Linked DNA regions of Anas platyrhynchos: region 2 is linked to region 1. The links are chromatin contacts, called in public Hi-C maps. All regions are on one chromosome and are shown on one strand. The core of a region is the stretch at or near the end of the contact, and the rest is flanking DNA. Distances in the headings are between cores, read along the strand shown.

Evidence for each region. Hi-C and Micro-C count contacts between places; a contact is called where the count stands out from the background.
Region 2: a Hi-C map of subcutaneous adipose tissue shows a contact between it and region 1, with 4 times the contacts expected there. The contact joins two enhancer-like sites. A contact is called at or near these places in 5 of 8 Hi-C or Micro-C datasets (F1 follicle, liver, skeletal muscle and 1 more).

Annotation. Positions count from the first base shown.
Region 1 is chr2:29,792,407-29,798,410 of IASCAAS_PekinDuck_T2T, forward strand. PAG1 (phosphoprotein membrane anchor with glycosphingolipid microdomains 1) reads left to right here. Exons shown (of 9, transcript XM_072034497.1): 4 at 5,489-5,700. The coding sequence starts at 5,576. Among named protein-coding and RNA genes, the nearest start is that of ZNF704, 45 kb to the right of the region's middle. Within about 2 kb of position 2,320, at least 1 of the 8 cell types and tissues checked has an H3K27ac peak or open chromatin away from gene starts, as enhancers often do.
Region 2 is chr2:29,935,806-29,941,809 of IASCAAS_PekinDuck_T2T, forward strand. It overlaps ZNF704 (zinc finger protein 704), which reads left to right. Exons shown (of 9, transcript XM_038174710.2): 9 at 1-1,020. Among named protein-coding and RNA genes, the nearest start is that of ZBTB10, 68 kb to the right of the region's middle. Within about 2 kb of position 3,501, at least 3 of the 8 cell types and tissues checked have an H3K27ac peak or open chromatin away from gene starts, as enhancers often do.

The DNA of each region.
Region 1 (6,004 bases), core at 1,070-3,569:
GCAGAAGCCTCAGTCTTGATTCTGGTAGCATGGTGGTGTAGGGAGAGTTTCTGCAAGCAGGACCTCAGTGTAAACAGCAGTCCTGTCGCCTGTTGTCTCCAGAAACATCTAATAGTGTGCAATTACTCTTACGTACCTAGCACCAATTTAAAGCAAGGATAATGTTTTTGTATTCAGGCTGTTCTATAGTGTCATCTATTTTAATGTAGAAATGCCTGTGAATTATCTGAATTTTTGCTTTTTGATAAAATTTCCATGTCTTTGTACTTACTTTATTCGGTACCCATGCATGCTTATTGCTGTCTTAGCATTGTTTTTACTACTTATAAATGAGGTGATTGCCTCAGGCAGCAAACAGAATTGGGTAGTGAGCAGACAGACAGGAACTGGGAGCTAATGAGAAGAGCCAGGCTGGGTAGAAAGGTGGGCACATCCTGTGGTGTAGCAGTGCTGAGAGAATAGGAGGATTTCTAGCACAGGGGCATGAGGTCAAAAGGACCCCCTATATTCTGATTCTCAGACTTCATGCCATGATCTGCAGTAGGAGATACCTGTGAAAAGTTTGGCCGAATTATTTTGCCCATGCAGGGGCAGGTGTAGCCTTGATGGCATGCCAAAATTTGGGCATTGTGTGAAGTTTTGCTATCAGGAGTCCACCAGCTGTGGCAAGCTGCAGAAAGGAAACGCTGAGGAGCCACTTCCAGATAGCACTAAAGGATAAAGCGAGCTACATCCATGATGATACTCGCACCTCCAAGGCCTTCTTCCCCACTCTCCCCAGTCCCTCCTAGGTCTGCACTAGTAGGGTGGAGGGGATCTTCCAACCCAGATGATGTGACTAAACTGTTTTATAGTTTAGGGATGCTATCATAGTAACTGGAGGTACAGGCAATGGGAGAAGTGGGCAGGAGAAGTGAGTGCGAGGAGGCCTTGCAGCCTGAGAGGGAAGCTCAACACAGGGGCAGGCCCACGAAGCTCCTGGTCTGACAGCTCAGGACAGAGAGCTGTGATCCTGAGCCATCCCAGTGTCTCTCCTGTCCTCTCGCGTTTGGGTTTTCACATCCAAAGTCATTCAGTTGTCAGAACAATTTCTTCCCTTGCCTAGACTCTATCTATAATTCATGAAGGAAACCAGAAATGCGGAGCCATTGGCTTTTCCCACCCATTTCCCCATGGAAGCTGATTGAAACATGGGCCTAATGTGGTTTGTAACGGGACATGAATGAAATGGTGGCAAAGCCCAGAAGCAGTGAGAAGACACTGAAGGCATGGTTGGTGGGAGAAGTGCCCATGGAGAGCCTCAGCCCTGGCAGTGGGCACAGGCACACGCCATCATCTCCTGTTGTGCCTCCCAGGCCACCGGGTCTGCATGCACAGGATCTGGCCATCCCCAGGCTTGAAAGGAGTCCAGGTCTCGATCCAAGCTTTTGCAGCAGCTCCCTCGTGAGCTGACGTTCTCACTCTATGCATTCCCAAAAATTGCAGCCTTCCCACGCTCTTTTGTATATCTCACGTTCAAATTGCTTGCACGTTGTACCCTTCTGTCCTCACTCTGAAATGCCTGAGCTGTGCTTTATCCCTACAGCACTCGTAAGGAAAAACAACACATTATTCACAGTAAAAGTGCGGGTCATGTAGTGAAATATCCCTCTTTCTGAAACTACAAACATAATTGTGCATTTAACTGCAATTTTGAAGAAATGGCTATGGGTGTTTTTTGTTGTATAGATTCCACTAATGGTAAATATTGATGTCTAAAAAGCAAGAGAAAGTTCCAACAAGAAGGAGAAATTCTGTTCAATATAATGTAAGAATTAGTTTTCTGAACTGATAATGATTTTGAAATGTGAACACAAGCCATCATTGGCACTTTGCCCTAGATGAAATAAGTTTTCTTATCCAGGTACCCCAGGTCTGTCTTTATTAGTCTTTTTTTTTTTTTTTTTTTTTTTTGGGGGACGACGACGACGACGACGACTTTGGTGTCACTAGTAACTTGAGATTTCTGAAGAAAGATACCCTTGCCTTTTTCTGGAAAGAGTGCAACTACAGAAATCATCTTCAAAGATCTTCACATACTGAAAAAAGTCAGTTCAGCTGACCATTATCCTGTCCCAGCGGTGTCTCCCTGCAAGGTTAAGCTATTCAAGTCTGGCAGTCTTTCAAGGGTGGTATCAGGATATTTTTTCGAGCCAGGCAGATGACAGACTCTGTGAAACTCCATCCTTAGCAGCAGGGTTTTGTTCACCTCTGAAGCACCATCACACGAGCCATAGCCGTGAGGACAGCAGGCACAAATACCTTTCCCCTAACAGAAAGCCTCACCAGAGGGCAGCACAATATAACTTTTTATTGTGAAAGCAGTAGTTAACCATTTCAGGTGTCTAGGAGATTTTTGACATTAGCTGCTTATTGTTCCATAGTCATGATTGCAAGTAAGTTTCTGCTTAAAACTAGCTTCTGAAGCAACTCCAAAATCCATTATATTAACTGCATATTAACCTTTTAGTGCCCAGGCATTGCCCAAGTGGAAGCAGATGAGTCCGTTGTATTTTCACTGTCCTCTGTCAGGTTTCTGTCCCACGCTGGTCATGGTAGTTGGTGGGTGCTTGTCCAGCTTCCAGAAGCTTTCCTGTGTCAAATGCACCTGCCTGAATGAAAACTGTTTTAGCCTCATAGTTTGGGAGGCATTGAACAGGCATTGAGTCCTCTGATGGCACCGCCTGAGAAGGGTGCTGTCTTCAACACAGGATGAATACACATGCTTTGTTTGTATTATAATTATATTTACTTGTTGCTGTTCTGTACTTAAAGCAGAACTGTTGAGCAGCTTCCAGGTCCTTTTGCACAGATGCCAAACTCCTCCAGGAGCTAGAAATGCCACAGCACTTGACCATTTCTGACCTTTTTCTCTCAATTTACAGTCAAAGCTTTGGTGTCTGCATTCTTGGCCTTTCACTGCAGAACAAGTACAGTTTCTGTCCTTGGTCATTTGCTTTCCTCCATTTGGCTTCTGCCTGGTGGGGTTTCTCATTTCTGGCTTCAGTCTTGCACGTCTTGGCACTCACACATCTCTCTCCCTTGGCTCTCTCTGTGATCTCACTTCTTTTTAAGCTCAGCTTAAAAAGCTTCTGCTCATTGCACAACTTCCTAATTGTGCTGAAGTTTTCAAGGGATGCAGCTTTCCTGTGTGTCTTTACACCATGCATCCTTAGCTTTCCCTAGCTCCAGTATTGTCTGTATTTAAAGGCCAGCAGCCTTATATGTAGAGAAACTTTTTCTGCTGTGTTAGCTTTTGCCATATCACTTAGTCTTTTGACAGGAGAACAGTATTGCTCTACAGAGTAAATATCATTCAAGACAACTTTATGCCTGCTCCAAAAAACAAATAACCACGTATTTCTGTTTTCAGAAACATACTTTGAAATCTCTATTCTTCTTACCTTTTTTTGCCTAATATTTGAAAAAAATATGGATTTTTATTTTTCCTCATTCATGTTCTCTAAATTTATATGCTTATTTATTGAGAAAACTAAGAAAGAAGACAACTAAAATGCTGTTGGGCACTTACTGCTACTCAAAATTATGAGTAAAACATATCCAGCACTTGGACAACATGTGACACCTGCTGCTCCCTCCCCATCCTTTGTATTTATGGGTTTTGTAAAGTCACAGATTATCTGACTTTCCAGTTGCTTGGCCAAACCAGAAATACTCAACTATGCTTTGATGCCTATCTTCCTAGGACCAGCAACTTTTTTATTCTTTCATAAACTTCTACATCTTTTGGTCTTTTTCAGATTATTCCTCATATTCTCTGTTCCCCACAACAAATGCAAACCAGGGTAAATTGGACATGGCTAGAATGCCTCAGAAAAATTAATAAATTCCATGTTTGTTTCTCACCTCTTCAAGCTACTGCAATATCATTAATAACTTAAAATTTGTTTTCACCATGGAGAAATTGGTTAGAATTGGTTCTTTTTAGAAGGTGTCTGGAAGTCTGATCCTGCATGATGGAAATCAATGAACCAATTTTGCATGGGAACAGAAACATTACTTTCTACATAATAAAATAACTTGGTTTTTTATTCTGCTGACTCAACAGATTTCCTTTGATGTGACTGGCATTTTTCTAGAAATTAAACTTTTTTCTCATAATATTTTAGTAACAAAATGGTGACATAGTGGTTTTTGATACAGATATGATGTTGGTACCAAATTGAATTTGTTATTAAAAAAATGTGCTTCTGATGCTGTAGAAATATATATACATTTGTACATACATATTTGATATGCATAAACTTGCATAAACAAAAATATATACATACAATTAAAGTATATTTTGTATTAATATCTGACAAGGTTTTTTCTCTGTCACCATCAGAAATGTAGCTGAAAATTTGAAAGTAACTCGTGTTGATTTAAGTCATTATTCAGTCTTATGTTTGGCATGCTTTTTTTATTCCCATAAGATAACTACTCCTTTCTTGACCATTGTATTCTACCTGAGAGTTTATCAATCCCAAAATAAGGCTGAAAGTCTGCAATTGTATTACTTATTTTTAAATTATGGAGAAAGAGATATCTTCAGCTGTGCAGAATGAAAGATTTTTTTTCTTTTTTTTCTTTTCTTTTTTTTTTTAATTTTGCCATATGTCGACAGTATGTTATATTAACAATATGTACAAGAGTTTAGAACATATTGAATAACAAAACTTATGGATTGTAAATGCTGTTAACCCAGGAAGTGTCTGCAGGGGCTGCTGTGCTGTAGCAAAAGTTGTGTTTGTTCAAGTTCTAAAAAACACCGTGTCTATTTTTCTCATTAGTTGTTATCTTAAGTGTCTATTTAGTTGGAGAAAAGCAAAAAAATAAAAATAAAAATCAATATTACTACTCTTCAGACCACTCTTCAGACTGACTATTAAGAAAATAAGTACCGCACATAGAAACAGATTAAAAGACTAGATCTGATCTGCTGTGAGAAAGATTTTTGCATTATTCCTTTTAAAATCTTATCTAACTTTCTTATCATTGTACTTGAAACACCAAATCCCATGGAGGCAGGAGACAAGAGAAGGAGGTAAAGTCCTGCTGCAATTATGTTGTGTTAACTTTGCAGAAGTTGTTTTCAAAAGCTCACTTTTCAATGAAGTTAACAAATAACATTGCAAAATAGACTGCTCTGGTCCTTGAAATGGATTTATAAACTTTCTTCTTCAAAGTGTGAGTACGGAGATGTTGTGCTACATTTTATTCATGTTGAGATTGTAGATACATAACAGCTTGTGTTAATACTTAACAAAGTTTGTTCTATGTCACCATCAGAAACGTAGCTGAAAATATCTTTGGCTGGCTGTCTTGCAGTCAAAACTGTTTTTTTGTAAGATCTGGTTTTGAAAACCTCTCCCGTCAGATTTGGAGTTGTCAGATTCATTATCTTCAAAATCTGTGCTAACTTCCAAAGATGTTCTTCTTTCTGCAGAAACAGAAGCTGCGTTCAGCACAGATGCCAGCCTTCTCCAAGGAGTAACCTCTCCATCCCCAAGTGACACCAGCTCCTGCTAGTATCATGGGACCAGACGGTGGCTTCTTCAGCAGTGGACGGGTCCACATCATCCTGTGGGGAAGCCTGGCAGCTGTGACAACACTCCTGTTCCTCACCTTCCTCATCTTCCTCTGCTCCAGCTGCAACAGGTATGGCTTGGGAGCTTAGGAAGCAATAACACTTCTCAAGTCAAGTACTGCATGGATTAGCTTCCTGAGGAATTAGTTAGCAAGAAATACTGAGGACTTAGGTACAGAAATAAATTACCACATTGTAGTAAGTTAATGCAAAGTAGTCACTCTGTGTTTTCAGAGGGATAAGTTAATTCACATTACCCTGCCTTTTGCACCCGCAGGCATGTCTGTGGTTTGGCTTACGATAGCTTTTTACCCTCGGGGTAATTTATTTGTGATCTCAGGCCTGACAGCACAACATCTGTTTTCAGAGCAAACC
Region 2 (6,004 bases), core at 2,251-4,750, 140 kb after region 1:
AGGCCGTCACCAAGATAACTTTTTAAAACGAGAACGAGCTTCCAACTCTGGCACTAATGGAAATAAATACTGAATACTTTTAGTATATATATATATATATATTTGGAAAGTATTTGAAGAAAAAATAAAAAAAAGTGTTTTGTCTTTTTTTATACGACTTTTAGCCAAATAGAAGTATTCTGATTATTACTGCTGTGGGCAGCTGCCCACCTGTACATAAACTCAGATATTCAGGTGCGTGAACCTGAGGAGAGTAAATAAATAAATAAAGACTGTTCTCTGGCTATGCGCTTTGCTAGCTTTTGGTTCCTTTGTACATAAGAGGCAACTGTTTAAATGTTGGGTGGGGTTTTTTATTTAATTGCTGTTCCTCTAAAGAAAGAAGAAGAAGAAGAAGAAAAAAAACCTTTTGACTTTGTTTTTTTCTGAGTTAATACAAAGATTTTCTAACTTTTTACTGCAGAAATGGATAAATACCTGGTGCTATGTGAATCTGAGAGTCGAACTGGCCATAGCAGACACCCCAGTTAGGATGCACTTTTCCTGTGGCACACGATGTATTTTCTCAGAATGGACTTTCAAAGGACCATCAGATGTTTACATTTCTTCTCGTGGCCCCAAACGGTTTTGAATATTGAAACGACTCCCCAGAATAGAGAAAGACATGATGCATTGCCCATGTGACGAATCCTTACATTTAGGTAAATACAACAGGTTTGTACAAATACCATTTTAGAGATAGTTGAAATATTGGGCTTTCATACTTTGTAACGCTTTGATGTGACAATAAATATGCTGTTGCTCTCTATCTAGTCTAACCTCATTGTAGACCTGTAATTTCCTGTTTATGGTTATGTCATGAATTGCACTGGCTTGAATTCAGCCAAATACTGACTGTTCAGCTGAGATATTCCGACTGTTATGATGTCCACAGAACATTAATGAAATGCACTTGTAACCAATTACCAAGGAGTATGTCCAATTATTCATGTAATAAAACCCGTATGTACTACTTTGCAACTTGTTTGTGTGAAACTCAGTTCTTTCACAGCCACGAGTGCTAGCACATAACCGAGAACCTGCCCAAGTCCACAGCAGCCTTTGCACAGACTTCATTACAAACGGGACCGACTTCCTTCCCCGTGCACGTGAAGGAGCGCTCCTGATAGACAGGGATCAGTCTGAGCAGAATAAGCCTTCCTCACGGGAGAGCTAATGAAGCTACTGCTTTGAACTCACAAGTTGGAGAGACATTCCCGAAACAGCGAGTAGTTTGTGGGGATTAAAAAAAATAAAAGTAAAAATTAATACTGTTTCTGTCCAAATTCTCAACTCCCTTCGCTTTGTTAGGTCATATTTAGATTTTCCTTTGGCTAATGCATTCCTACCCTCTGCTGCAAAGCCAACTCCAATATAAATAGCAGGGCTATTAAATTTAATGAGCGGTTTAATCACTCTTCTGTTCTTATTTTTCTCCCTTCCAGCAACACCTCCTCACCACACACATGCACCAACAGCCGTCCATCTCTCCTCAGGAAGATCTCCAAGCCCGGCAGAGGTAGCAGGCACTGCTGCAGTGAGAGGAGCTCCTTGGTGCTTCTGTTGGAGGAGTCTCGCCTTCAGAGACCCCCTCCTGCCGGGTGGTACCCAAAGCTGTGTCAGTAGGGACCTGCCACCAGGTGGTCCTACAGCTGACTCATCTAGATAACAAAAGGAAGAGATTGTGAAGCCATAATCAGCAAGGAAGTGTTTCATTGGTATTTCAGACTAAATCCCACTAATTAAATGCCACCCTAAAAGGCAACAATCTCTGCTGTGAGTGGTGTTTCTAAAGGCAGGCGTGCCGACCACTGCAGTTAGCTTTGTGCAAAGAGCGTGGTTTAAGGACTGTACAAAGCAGAAGCATTAAAGGAAAAGGGTTTCAGTTTAATGCAGAGCTGAATACCTACACTCCCTCCTCTCCCCTTTGCACAGGCTCTGTCCCATTTTGAATTAATTCCAAACAGCTTTCAGAAGTGACTGCCTTATGTGCATTTGGGTTAGAAAATAGTTCGTGCCCTCGTGTCCTTCCTTTAGAAACTCTGAGCCAGAATGAAACCTTCTCTGCAGGCATCAGTAACTTCCTCTAACATAGAATCATAGAATCATAGAATATCCTGAGTTGGAAGGGACCCTCGTTTCTTTAGATAAAATAGTTCACTAAGTTCAAATTTGGGCTTCAAATACTCTTCACTGCAAGAAAACATTTTTTTCTTGAAATATCCCATGCATTTTATACTTACAGTGTTGCCATCATCTTTTTTTTTTTTTTTTTTTTTTTTTTTTATTTTAATACCAGCACCTTTGAGACCTACTCTCCAAATGTGGTGTTAGAGAATCATTGCGTTATAACCTTGCTTCTTTGTTCCTGCTGGGAACCTGTAACACTGGAAACAACCTTTCAGCAACGAAAATGCTACCTAAGGAATGGCAATATCATTGTGGTGCCCCTTAATTGGACGCATTATTTTCTATTTCATTTGCTCAAGCTGCCAACTTTTTTCTCCCCCTCCCACCCACTCTTTTTTACGGTGCCAAGACAAATATTTAGGTTATAAAAACAGCCTGATTGGTTTGAAGACCAAGCTACATTTTTCCTTTTGGCTAGCAAAATAAAAAGTAAACATTATGCTAAGATTTATGTTCTAAATTTAGCCTTGGAACAGAGGGGGAGAGGGAGAGAGGGAACTTGCACCTTCCTCAGTTACACTTTCCTGCTTTATCCCCAGATGATACCAACATGAATAAATGATTTTTTTTTTAATTTAATTTATTTTTTTTCACTTATAATTGTTGAGGAAGGAGAAGAAGAACTTTCAAACACGTTTGTTTTGAGGCAAGACAAATGATGAGCAAATTTCTCATCACCCTTTGGTTTAGCTTTGCCTCTGTAGTATCGCGTCCTGCTCTGAAGCAAGCCCTTGGTTCTTTTTGCCAAGCTGTAGAACAAAATACAACAACAATAAAATAAAACAAAACAAACCCCTTATGGACAGGGAGAAAGGGAGGAAACACTGCCAAGGTCTGGCTTAAACTACCAGGCTTGTTTTTAACCAACCTTATGGCATAGATCCAGGTGCCTAAATCCGACTGCAGATCAGTGATCCACCAAACTCCACCTTCAGTATTTTTGAGTAGCATGTGAGCAGCCCCTGTTTGGCTAAAGCAGACTGACCTTTCCCTCCCAGGCTTCTGAGCTGGGAGCTTTGCAGAATGCTTAGCTTTGTGTCATAATGTCATAAGCAGCATGTAACGTAGAATAATAATGTATATTTATATTTTATACATAAAATTGTTTTAGAGACCGATTTCCCCAAACTCTTTTAAAAATGAGAAAATGAGGGGGGAAAAGGAGGAAAAATAACTAGAAGGCAGCCGGTTTTTAGCAGAGAAGAGGTTAAAGCCGTGCAGGGACGCCAGGGAGGAGCTGGGGACCCCTCTCCGGAGCTGCAAACTGATCCAGTGCTGACCCCGCGTGGCCCGCCGCGAAGCTGCAGCCGCCAAAAAGACCCGGGGAGAGTCAACAGCAGGCGAGGATGGGGAAATTGGGGTGAGCTGGCCATGCACTGCAAGCACTGAGTACAAAGGGTGCTCTGCCTCTCCCCCAGGGGCGGTGCCAAATTCGTTTCGGTGTCGCCAGGAAGAGCACTGCTGGTTTTTCCCCTCATGCTTGAGGTACGAAACCAGCAAGGCGGTGACTCACGTCGCCACTTTTAGCCCGAGCTTTGAGCCGGGACCGACCCGGCTTTTTGAAGTGCTGAAGAGCCGAGGTCTCTGTGAGGGGACTCAGATGATGTCCTGTTTAGAAAGGGCCGGGTTCCTTCCTTCTGGGCATGGACCTCTTGACCCGCGAAAGCAAAGAGGATACGGAGTAAGGGATGGAGGGAGAAAGGGAAATGGTTCTTACTTCCTTGGCTTTGGTAAAAATCAGAAATTTCCCAAAAAACATTCTGAAAACCCCGCTCCCAGGCTCAGTTCCCAGGCTACTCCTTTCTCGGGTTTTCTTTTCTCTAAATGTTTATGATTTCACCCAGAATGGTGGCCAGGAGTCTGGGCATTTGGGGCTGACCAAGCCATGTGGCTCGCTACGCGGGGGGACTTTCAGAGCTCCTCCCTCCACCACCTCTTCTGCTGCTTCCCAAAATCGGCGGTAAAATGAGAAGTGCAGTCCCTCACGGGAGGTGTTTCGCATTTCGAGCCAGCCCCCGGTGTGGTGTCGGGGCAGAGGAACTGGGAAGTCACCAGAGGAAAGCGAGATGAAAGCGGAAGGGAAACGAAGTACAGGGGTGACAAAATAATCCTGTTATACCGGGAGAAAGCCAGACGGATCGAAGGATCTCTTCTATTTGCATTTTATTCTCATTTCTGTTCCTTGTAGTTTCCTACCTCTGCTGCATATTGCCAGCAGCTCCCTTATCAAACTTGTGCTGCTTGCCTGCGGTTATCCCCCAATAATCCCCCACTGGGCTCTTCCCCTTTGACCCGGTGCAGCACACGCCTCCTTGCCGTGTGACTGACTGTCCCACTGCTGCGTATTTAGGTAAAAACACGCACTTTTTGCCACCTCATTTTCCAGTTTTCCACTTCATGTCTCCAGTGTGAGTCCCTGAAGCCTAGGCAAAGCTGCGCATCCTTCACCAAATCCTTTCTGCCTGCTGCGGGGCGGGCGGGCTCGGCTCCCAGTAAAAGTGTTGTAAAAGGAAAGCTCTCTCCGACGTCTTGCTTTTACTCAGAAGTTATAGTCGGAATTTCACACAAGAACATGAACTACAGAGAGGAAGACCTAATTATGTCCCTGGTTTTAGGCCACAGGGTTTTTCTGAGGTGTGTTCCTGCACTGTAAGTGTATGAAAAATGTTGACCCAAGGAATCTCATCTTCATTCTTCAAAGCGAACACTGGAGGAACAGGAGGGATAGGTACCTTAAAGGAGGCTGTAGAGAGGTGGGGGTTGGTCTGTTCTCCCTTGTGCCTGGTGACAGGATGAGGGGGAATGGGCTAAAGTTGTGCCAGGGGAGGTTTAGGTTGGATCTTAGGAAGAATTTCTTTACTGAAAGTGTTGTGAGGCACTGGAACGGGCTGCCCAGGGAGGTGGTGGAGTCACCATCCCTGGAAGTCTTTAAAAGACGTTTAGATGTAGAGCTTAGGGACATGGTTTAGTGGGGACTGTTAGTGTTAGGTCAGAGGTTGGACTCGATGATCTTGAGGTCTCTTCCAACCTAGAAATTCTGTCATTCTGTGATTCTGTGAAAAATGGAAAATGTCTTCTTTAACCTTTTTAACATAGGCTGTCAGTACCCACACCCCGTACCAACCTCCGCCTTAGCAAGGTGCGTTAGTGCGGAGCTCCTGGAATAAGCTCCTTCAGGGCTTCTTTTCCATTCTCGTGGTCCTCCTTTGAACCCAAGCCAGCCCGTGCCCTCCCAAAACATTAACAACCCTGGTAATAAATACATCTGATAAGGGTTCTCGCAGCATTAGCATCAGCAAGCTGACGAATGCCTGCAAGTGCTGGGGAGCATTACCTGAAGGCATCACACAGACCGTGGAGGCCCTCCAGGAGCTCCGAAGGGCAGCCTGCTCCCCTGGGAGCTGACCCACGGGGCTGGATGCCTGGCACACGGATGTCAAAGGGAGGGAGGGGACAAGGTGATTTGAGGCTGCTGTGATCTGCTCGAGGGAAGAAAGAAAGTGGTGAAAGCTCTGTGGGCTGTTTTTTGCTGGGCAGCGGTGCTCTTTTTTTCATTTTCAGATTAGTCAGATTTTGTTCAACACCGAGGGGAGATATGCAAGGTGTAAATTTCGATGCTGCTCCTCCCTGTGTGAGCGACACAAAGCAGAGGGGCTCCTGCAGCAGCTCAGCCCCCCTGGGCTGTCACAACCCCACAGGCAGCCTCCAGCTGCCAGGAGCCCAGAGATCCCTCAGGGGCCCGATCTCTTAGGGTACACCGGGCTCCAATCCCCCA